Linked DNA regions of Mus musculus: region 1 is linked to region 2. The links are chromatin contacts, called in public Hi-C maps. All regions are on one chromosome and are shown on one strand. The core of a region is the stretch at or near the end of the contact, and the rest is flanking DNA. Distances in the headings are between cores, read along the strand shown.

Region 1 (3,560 bases), core at 683-3,182, 510 kb after region 2:
TTCTATGAGGCCACCAGGGGGCAGGAGAATACTTTGAACTGGACTCCTGAGATGGACAAAGCTTTTCACAAACTTGCCCTGCCTGACATTCATAAGTCCTTCCACGTGTATGTAGAGAACAAAGGCATAGCCAAAGGGGGGTATTGACTCAGACTGTGGGCCCTTGGAAAAGATGGGGAAAGGGGAAGGCATGGAGACAAGCATTTCCACAGCTGTGAGAGAGTGTGGCTACAATTCTCCACCTCTGCGTGTCTTTGTAGACTAGGAAGTGGAGACCAGATAGAGAGCAGGACCAAGCTGCAAACCTCCAGGGCCATCCCCAGTGGCCTACTTTCTCTAGTGAGGCTCCATTTCCTACATGTCCCAAACTTCCCAAAACATCCCCACCAGCTGGCGATCAAGTATTCAACTATAGGAAACTTTGGGGGACATTTTACACCCAAATTGTGAAGACTGTAACAATTTTCATGCTGTATCTTTAAGGTCTCCAATGAAATCTAAAATTGTGTCTCTGTGACAGAAAGATCTCTTGTCTTTGTATGTCAGTTAAAGCTTGCTTATTATCACAGTAGCCATAAGAAAAGAAAAGAAAAAAAAAACATGTGGACTTTCTGCTCTGTATATGCTCTAGTATGAAAATGTGATATTGTGTCCTTGGACTAGTAGAAAGGACAGGTATTTAGAAGGAAAGTTATGTGTAGATATTTGGACTTCAAAAATATTTACCCTCGCGATTCACTGGCTGCGTTTATGATTCTACAGTGTTGACAGCAGCAGCTTGCTAGTCATTTGTCATATTGATCCTTTCGGGAACATAAGATCCTTAATTAGGATCCTTTGAAAAGTATAATAGCATCATTTTAATTAGGCATGAATTTCACTTCAACAAACTCAGCAAGGAAAAACATTTTTTAAATGAAAAGACCAGTGAGAATTTTATGAGCCAATGAATAGGATCTTTCAGTTTCATAGATGCAGACAGCCCCAATCTTAAAACTCTTGATACATTAGGAAAAACTAGTTCTATGCAACATGACCTAATTCATTTTTTTAGTTAACTAATTTATTTACTTTATACCACCATCACAGTTTGCCCTCCTGCCTCTCCTCCCAGTTCATTGGGGGAATGGACCATATTCCCTCAAAGCATAAGCCAAGGTTGGGCATAAAGGTGCATGCCTTTAATTCCAACACTCAGGAGTCTGAGGCAGGTCGCTCTGTGCATTCCAGGCAGCCAGGGCTACACAGATGCCATTTTTCTCCTACTTATTATTGCTTTGAGAAATAGATAGATAGATAGATAGATAGATAGATAGATAGATAGATAGATAGATATCTCTAAAGCTAATTTTTAAAAATTATTTCTTTGGTCACTCCTTTCCATGCAAATATTTGTTATCTCTTACTTGTATATATACTTTGACATTAATTCATGAGTTTTAGTGGTTCATCCAAGTAAAAGTGTACACGCTTATTTTAACAGTCTAACATGAAACTTTACATTTAAAATACTGAACACTATTTTTAAACACAATATAGTTCTTCTGAATACACAATTCTCCACACATTTATGTTTGCTGCCTGGAGCTATAATTTATTTCTGTCCCCCAAACAATCTCTCCCTTCATATTCCATACCTCTAAATCCATTCTACATGAGTTCAGGTTATTTATATAATATAGACCATTCCCTGTTTAATTTGCCAATCTAAGCCTTGCTTCATTTCAAAGAAACATTGGAGGGAATAAACTCGTGGAAATAGAACTTGGCCCAAAATTTCATGTGTGGGCCGATAGAAAGACATCTGTGTGGTGATTTGGGAACTGGGGCATTCCACTAGCTCTTGTTTTTCAAGGGTGAAGGAAGGGAAAAGTGTAACCATGGAAATGCTCCCTCCCAAAACACAGATCTTAAACAGATCTCCAAAGCCTAGAAAACACAGGAAACCAGATCCTACCTTCTGACCGAGAACACAGCGTCACCATGACAAAGAGTTGCTGGCAGGGATTCCTTTCCAAAACCGGAAAGAAACATCCCACTAAGACACAGCCTTTTTCTTTGGTGCAGGCAAGATTCTTTAATTCTATTAAATTAAATGTTTGTACTCAGAAATCCACCTGCCTCTGCCTCCCAAGTGCTGGGATCAAAGGCATGCGCCACTGCCGCCACCACCACGGTGCGTTTCTGAGTTCAAGGCCAGCCTGGTCTACAGAGTGAGTTCCAGGACAGCCAAGGATACACAGAGAAACCCTGTCTTGAAACGACACCCCCCCCCCCCAAAAAAAAAAACAAAGTTTGTTAACAACTGTGGAAACAAATCAAATGCCTAAAGTTTTCTTTTAAAATTATTACTATTACCATTATTATTGGGGGGGGGGGGTGGAGGAACATTCCTGCCATGGCACATGTAAAGAAGTCAGAGTTAACTCTCAGGAGTTGATTCTTCCCTTCTACTGTGGGATCTGGTGATAAAACTCAAGCCATCAGGCTTATGAGGCAAGCCCCTTTATCTGCTGAGGCATCTTGTTGGCCCTAAAATGTTCATAAGGAGAATTATTCCGTGTGTAGATTCAGTCTCTGTCTGTTGGATACATTTAAGTCCTAAATTAAGGGTTTAATGTAAATATGTCTTATGGTTGAAACAGGGGTAGCACTACAGTGGACATAAATCTTTTTTGGTTTAAATATAACTGAAAACAATTAATATTTGGATAAATCCACTTTAAAAAACTAAAGCTTCTTTTGTCAAAGAAGCTAAATTATGGGCTCACAATGCTGAGATTAATAAAACAAATATTTATTATATGTCTATCATGCTGAATACTGTCAGATGTTAGGGAAACAGCTGCCAACAAAAATCCCTGATGTTTTACCACTCATATCTAATTTGGTGGCCAATGATTAAAATAAAATAGAATTTCACAGGTTAGAATTCCTTCTAGGCACTGCCCCACAGTTACTTGACAACAGCCAGGTAGTCCTGGCTTATTATAAAAGGGGCTGTTTGCCCCTTCCTTGCCCTCTTATTCAATCTGACCTCTTCTCACTCACCCCTGTCTCACTACATGTTCCTGGCCAGCCTCTCCTCTCCCCTATCTCTACTATCTTCCCACACACTAAATAAACTCTATTCCATACTATATCCATCATATGGCTGATACCTCAGGGGAAAGGGATGCCTCAGCTGGGCTTGCTGGGCCACTCCTCCCACCTCACCATACCCAACTCTCTGTGAAACATATCCTGGCCTCCTCTTTTTTTCTTTTTTCTCTTTTCTTTTTCCCTTTTTTTTTCTTCTCTCTCTCTCTCTCTCTCTCTCTCTCTCTCTCTCTCTCTCTTCTATAAAACACAACAGTAGGGAAGGTGAGGTCATGATGGAAGGACAGAAGGATAATGATAGAAGTATGAAAATGGATTCATAAGACTCATTCTTTTGGATACTAACCTGAAAACTTAACTAAAATGGAAGAAGTTATATACTGTAGAGGCTTAAGTAGTGAAAGGGAAATGAAACAGGGCAGGTGCGGGAAGCGGGGGGGGGGGGGGTGGGGGGTGGGGGG
Region 2 (3,821 bases), core at 308-2,807:
ACAGGGACAGGCAGCCTGCAGAAAGAACATGGCTATGTCCTGGCTCCAAGGAGAAGCCCTAGAAGAGGGATTGAGTCTTCCAGGGCCCCTGCTGAGCCATCAGTGAGTCTGACACCTTAGCTAGATAGAGGAGAGGATTTGAACCTTTCGGGGGAGGGGAGCCCTTTCCATATGTGCACTGGGACAGGAGTTTGTGTGGATATTAGAAAAGGCTAAGTCGGTCTCTTTGAAGCGGATGCAGCGTCACGGGCACCGCAGAGGGCGGCAAAAAAGCCTTGGCTTCACATCCAAGTAAGAGCATCTCCTTTGAGGGACAGCCGGGAGCCCAGTCAATGCGGGGTTGTGCGTACACAGGCTAACATTTTGGGTTCCTCAACTGGGTAGGTTTGGACCTAAGTCTGCAGAGAATGAGAGATGGAGCACAGAGCAGAGGCGACCGAGGTCAGAAGAAAAAGGTTCACAAGAAGAACGCGGGGACGCGGCGGTCGTGGCCCTTACCTTGCTGACCACGTTTTGGATGAGACCAGTGCGGATGCCGTAGTCCCACGCGTGGCAGTCGCAATTTGAGTCGTTGTTCCCCTTGCCTGGAGGGGATGGGAGGGGTGGTGTGTCGCTGCTGTTGCTTCGGTTGCTCGTGGTCCCCCAGGAGGCAGTGGAGAAGGGGGTGGCCGAGGGGCTGGTCCAATTGCCCATGTCACCCCATCGGCCGGTGACAGTGGCACCCGCCAGCTCGGTGCCTTTGCCGGCCCCGCGGCACCAGAAATCGGGCTGGTCCAGAAGGAAGGAGTCCGAGAACTGGCTGAAGCCAATGAACAGTGCCGGGATCCAGGTGAGCACCACCAGGGTCTTCTGGTAGCCGCCGCCCAGGCCCCCGAGGAAGGGCAGCACGGAGCCATCGTAGTCCAGCAACAGGAGGCTCGGGGCGGCTGTCGCCGCGCAGCAGCTCGAGTGCGGGCCGCCGCTGGGGTGCAGCGCAGGCAGTGGCTGGATCTCCGCGCTGCTGCCGGAGCCCGCGCGCCCTCCGAGGGGCGCCGAGGCCGCCGCGTCCCCGGGCGGCAGGGAGCCGTTCTCCTCCGCCGGGGCCGGCTGCCGCCCGGCACCACTACCCGCCGCCTCACGCCGCCGGTCTATCGCCATGGCCAGGGCCCGCGGCTCCCGCAGAGGCGCATAGAGCGCGGCGGAGCTCGGCGGGCGCCCGGGCACAGCGCCGCCGCCGAGGAGGAGGGCCCGCGGCCGGAGAGAGTGCTCCGGGCCCGGCGAGTCAGGCCACCCCCATGTCACCCGCGCACCCCCGTGCCCTGGGCGCCGGGCAGAAACCGTTCGAGTCCTCAGCCGCCGCGGCTCATCCGCGCCGCGGCCCGGGCGCCCGCCTAGCTACGAGGCTCTCCGCTGATGCGCGCCGGCCGGGGAGGAGGAGGAGCCGGACCCGCGCCCTTGTCGCGACTCGGGGCCCTGCGGGCACCGGTGCGCGTTGTGCTGGGGCCGCCGGCGGCCGCGGGTTGGGAGATCCTCCACGGACTTCGGGCGCTCCCGGAAGCCGCAAGCTCGCAGCCAGCCTGCGGAGCCGGCCGCGCTCTCGGCTCACCGAGCCGGCCTCCGCCTCCCGCCCCGGCCCGCCCCCTCTCCCCCCGCCGAGGTGGAGGTAACCGCGGCACCTGCTGCGCCGCTCCTGCGCACGAGCGCCCCCTCCAGCCGGGCCGTGTCGCCACCGCCCGGACAGACGCAGGGGCGGGGAGAGGGACACCCGGGCCGCTGCAAGATCCCTGGTGGTCTCTGGGCGCGGGGGACGGGGGTCACCAAGGAGTCTGCACTGGCTGGGAGTGAGAGGACAGTGTCGTCTGCCAGTCTCAAGTCCCACAGCCGCAAGGGACCTCGCCCCGGGCACACCGGCTCTCCGTGACCTCTGTTCGTTTCCGAGGTGCCTGGCGGCTGGCACCCCACTCCTGGTCTTGAGCCCAAGGGTTGCCTGTCTTCCAGAACAACCTTCTGTTCTTCTTCCAGACTCAAATAAGGCAGCTTTTTATGGTCACGGAGCTGGGGCAAGGAGGCATGTTTGCCAATTTTAGGATGACAGCCCCTTACAACGCTGGGTCACACACGACCTACTGCAGCACCCGCCCCAAATCGCCATTTCTTTCTGTGCTCCAGAATGAATGTCAAATAAACACAACTCTAGAAGGCTAGACCTTCAACAGAAGCCACACACTCGATACAAACGTGAATGAGGGCGGCCTGCCCCACCCCCTCCCCAAGGTCTCGGAATCACAATTCCTATGCTCTGCGCACAGGCGCGCACACATCTACACCTCACAGGAGATCCAAATGCTCTTGGCACTCCAGACTCCAGAGCCAGCCTTGCCCAGCTAGCACTATATAAATAACACCAGCCCTGCGGCAAACGGCCGCATTAGCATATCTTCTCCTGCGTGCCAGGCCTGACACCAGTGAGAATTATGCGGCTTTCATCTTAGCCTCACTACATTCTCGAGACATTTCATATTCTGAGAAGTTTATTAATGGAATTAATGGAAATCTTAAATGGAGCAATCTATCTCTAGTCTTATTTAGCACAGGGGAAGGAAGCTCGCGTTCTTTTCCCAAAAGCATATCCTGCGAGTACATGTATGGAATGCGTTCTTTAAGCATCTCCGTTATTTTCTCAGCTGCATGTTGTATAATTTAGTGGGAGACTTTTTTTTTTTAAGCATGCAGCTCAATGTTCCAGTCAACATGTACTTACTGCTGAAATTCTGACACGTGGAGAGAACTATTTCTGAAGACTGCCAGAGAGCTGGACTTTGGGGAACCCAACTGTGAATTTTCCTGAGTGGCTGGGAAGGGGAGATTAGATAACAATAGACGGAAGAGACACAGGCTGCAGAAGACACTAAAGGTCTGGGAAACCCAGTCTGGAAATTTAAGCACATTTAATGACATACTTGAGTGAGAATGTCATTATGAAACCCATCATGCAGTATAATGATTATAATCTAATAAAGTATTATTTTCAAAATCAGGAGTGACAGTGCAACCTGCCAATACATGTGATCTTCTCTTCCTCCTTCTCTTCCTCCCCCTCCCCTTCCCCCTCTACCCTCTTCCTCCACCTTCTTCTCCTAATTTCACTTTATTGGTTAGTTTAACTTTTCTTCCCCTCATCACTTGAAGAGCTAATCCTTGGGACGCGCTCACCCCACACCCCAACAGAACAGAGTCAGCATTCAATGAATGAATGTTAGATATTTATTACTGACTCCACCCTCTGCACACAACCTACATTTTCTTATCTGACTGAAATGTAACAAGCCAGGCTTTCTCTCATTCCCCTTCCGTGTTGGTTCTTTCAAAGGAAGCCTGCTCCGTGTCTGGGTCTGACTCCTTTGCTCAGCTGCTCACTAGGAACCTAGCTGAAACTTTGTAAGTCACTGCAAAACACAGCCATTGATCTTAGCAATGGCTCATCTAATTGGGAGAAGAATCATGGGGAACTTTGGAGGGGGTTGCTTTCAGATCCACAGTCATTCAATTCTTTCCTCCAGGGCTGAGATGAAGTGAGCGTTAGATGCTTGACAAACCACTGGTTTTAGATCCCTAGTCATCTAACCTCGAGGGTTCTTTCATTTCAACATGTAGGAACAGATTACCAACCACAGAAGAGTTTACAACAGTGTTTGTTTAAAAGGAGTGACAGATACTATTTGACGAGTAATCACTTTGCTACATACATAAATACCAAAGCATCCTGTATACGTTACATATTTACAATAAAACAAAGCTTAGAACCCTACAAAAAGTAGGGGCTATAAAATGAAGTCTGTTTG

Evidence for each region. A called contact is a pair of places that touch in the nucleus more often than the background predicts.
Region 1: a contact with region 2 is called in a Hi-C map of cortical neurons, with 4 times the contacts expected there. The contact joins the enhancer-like site here to the promoter of Slc22a23 in region 2. A contact is called at or near these places in 10 of 39 promoter capture datasets (the 3T3-L1 cell line, 3T3-L1-derived adipocytes, cranial neural crest and 5 more), 21 of 484 Hi-C or Micro-C datasets (the AML12 cell line, LSK cells, the N1E-115 cell line and 11 more), 11 of 115 datasets of contacts at active chromatin or transcription factors (SST interneurons, VIP interneurons, astrocytes and 8 more) and 2 of 9 other capture datasets (adipose tissue and liver).

Annotation. Positions count from the first base shown.
Region 1 is chr13:34,857,704-34,861,263 of GRCm38.p6, forward strand. No RefSeq gene overlaps it. Among named protein-coding and RNA genes, the nearest start is that of Gm36839, 16 kb to the right of the region's middle. Within about 2 kb of position 1,933, at least 12 of the 459 cell types and tissues checked have an H3K27ac peak or open chromatin away from gene starts, as enhancers often do. A contact at or near this core is called in VIP interneurons, cortical neurons and ventral hippocampal neurons, where this site is marked.
Region 2 is chr13:34,343,661-34,347,481 of GRCm38.p6, forward strand. Slc22a23 (solute carrier family 22, member 23) reads right to left here and starts at 1,558. Exons shown (of 10, transcript NM_001382849.1): 1 at 499-1,558. The coding sequence starts at 1,137.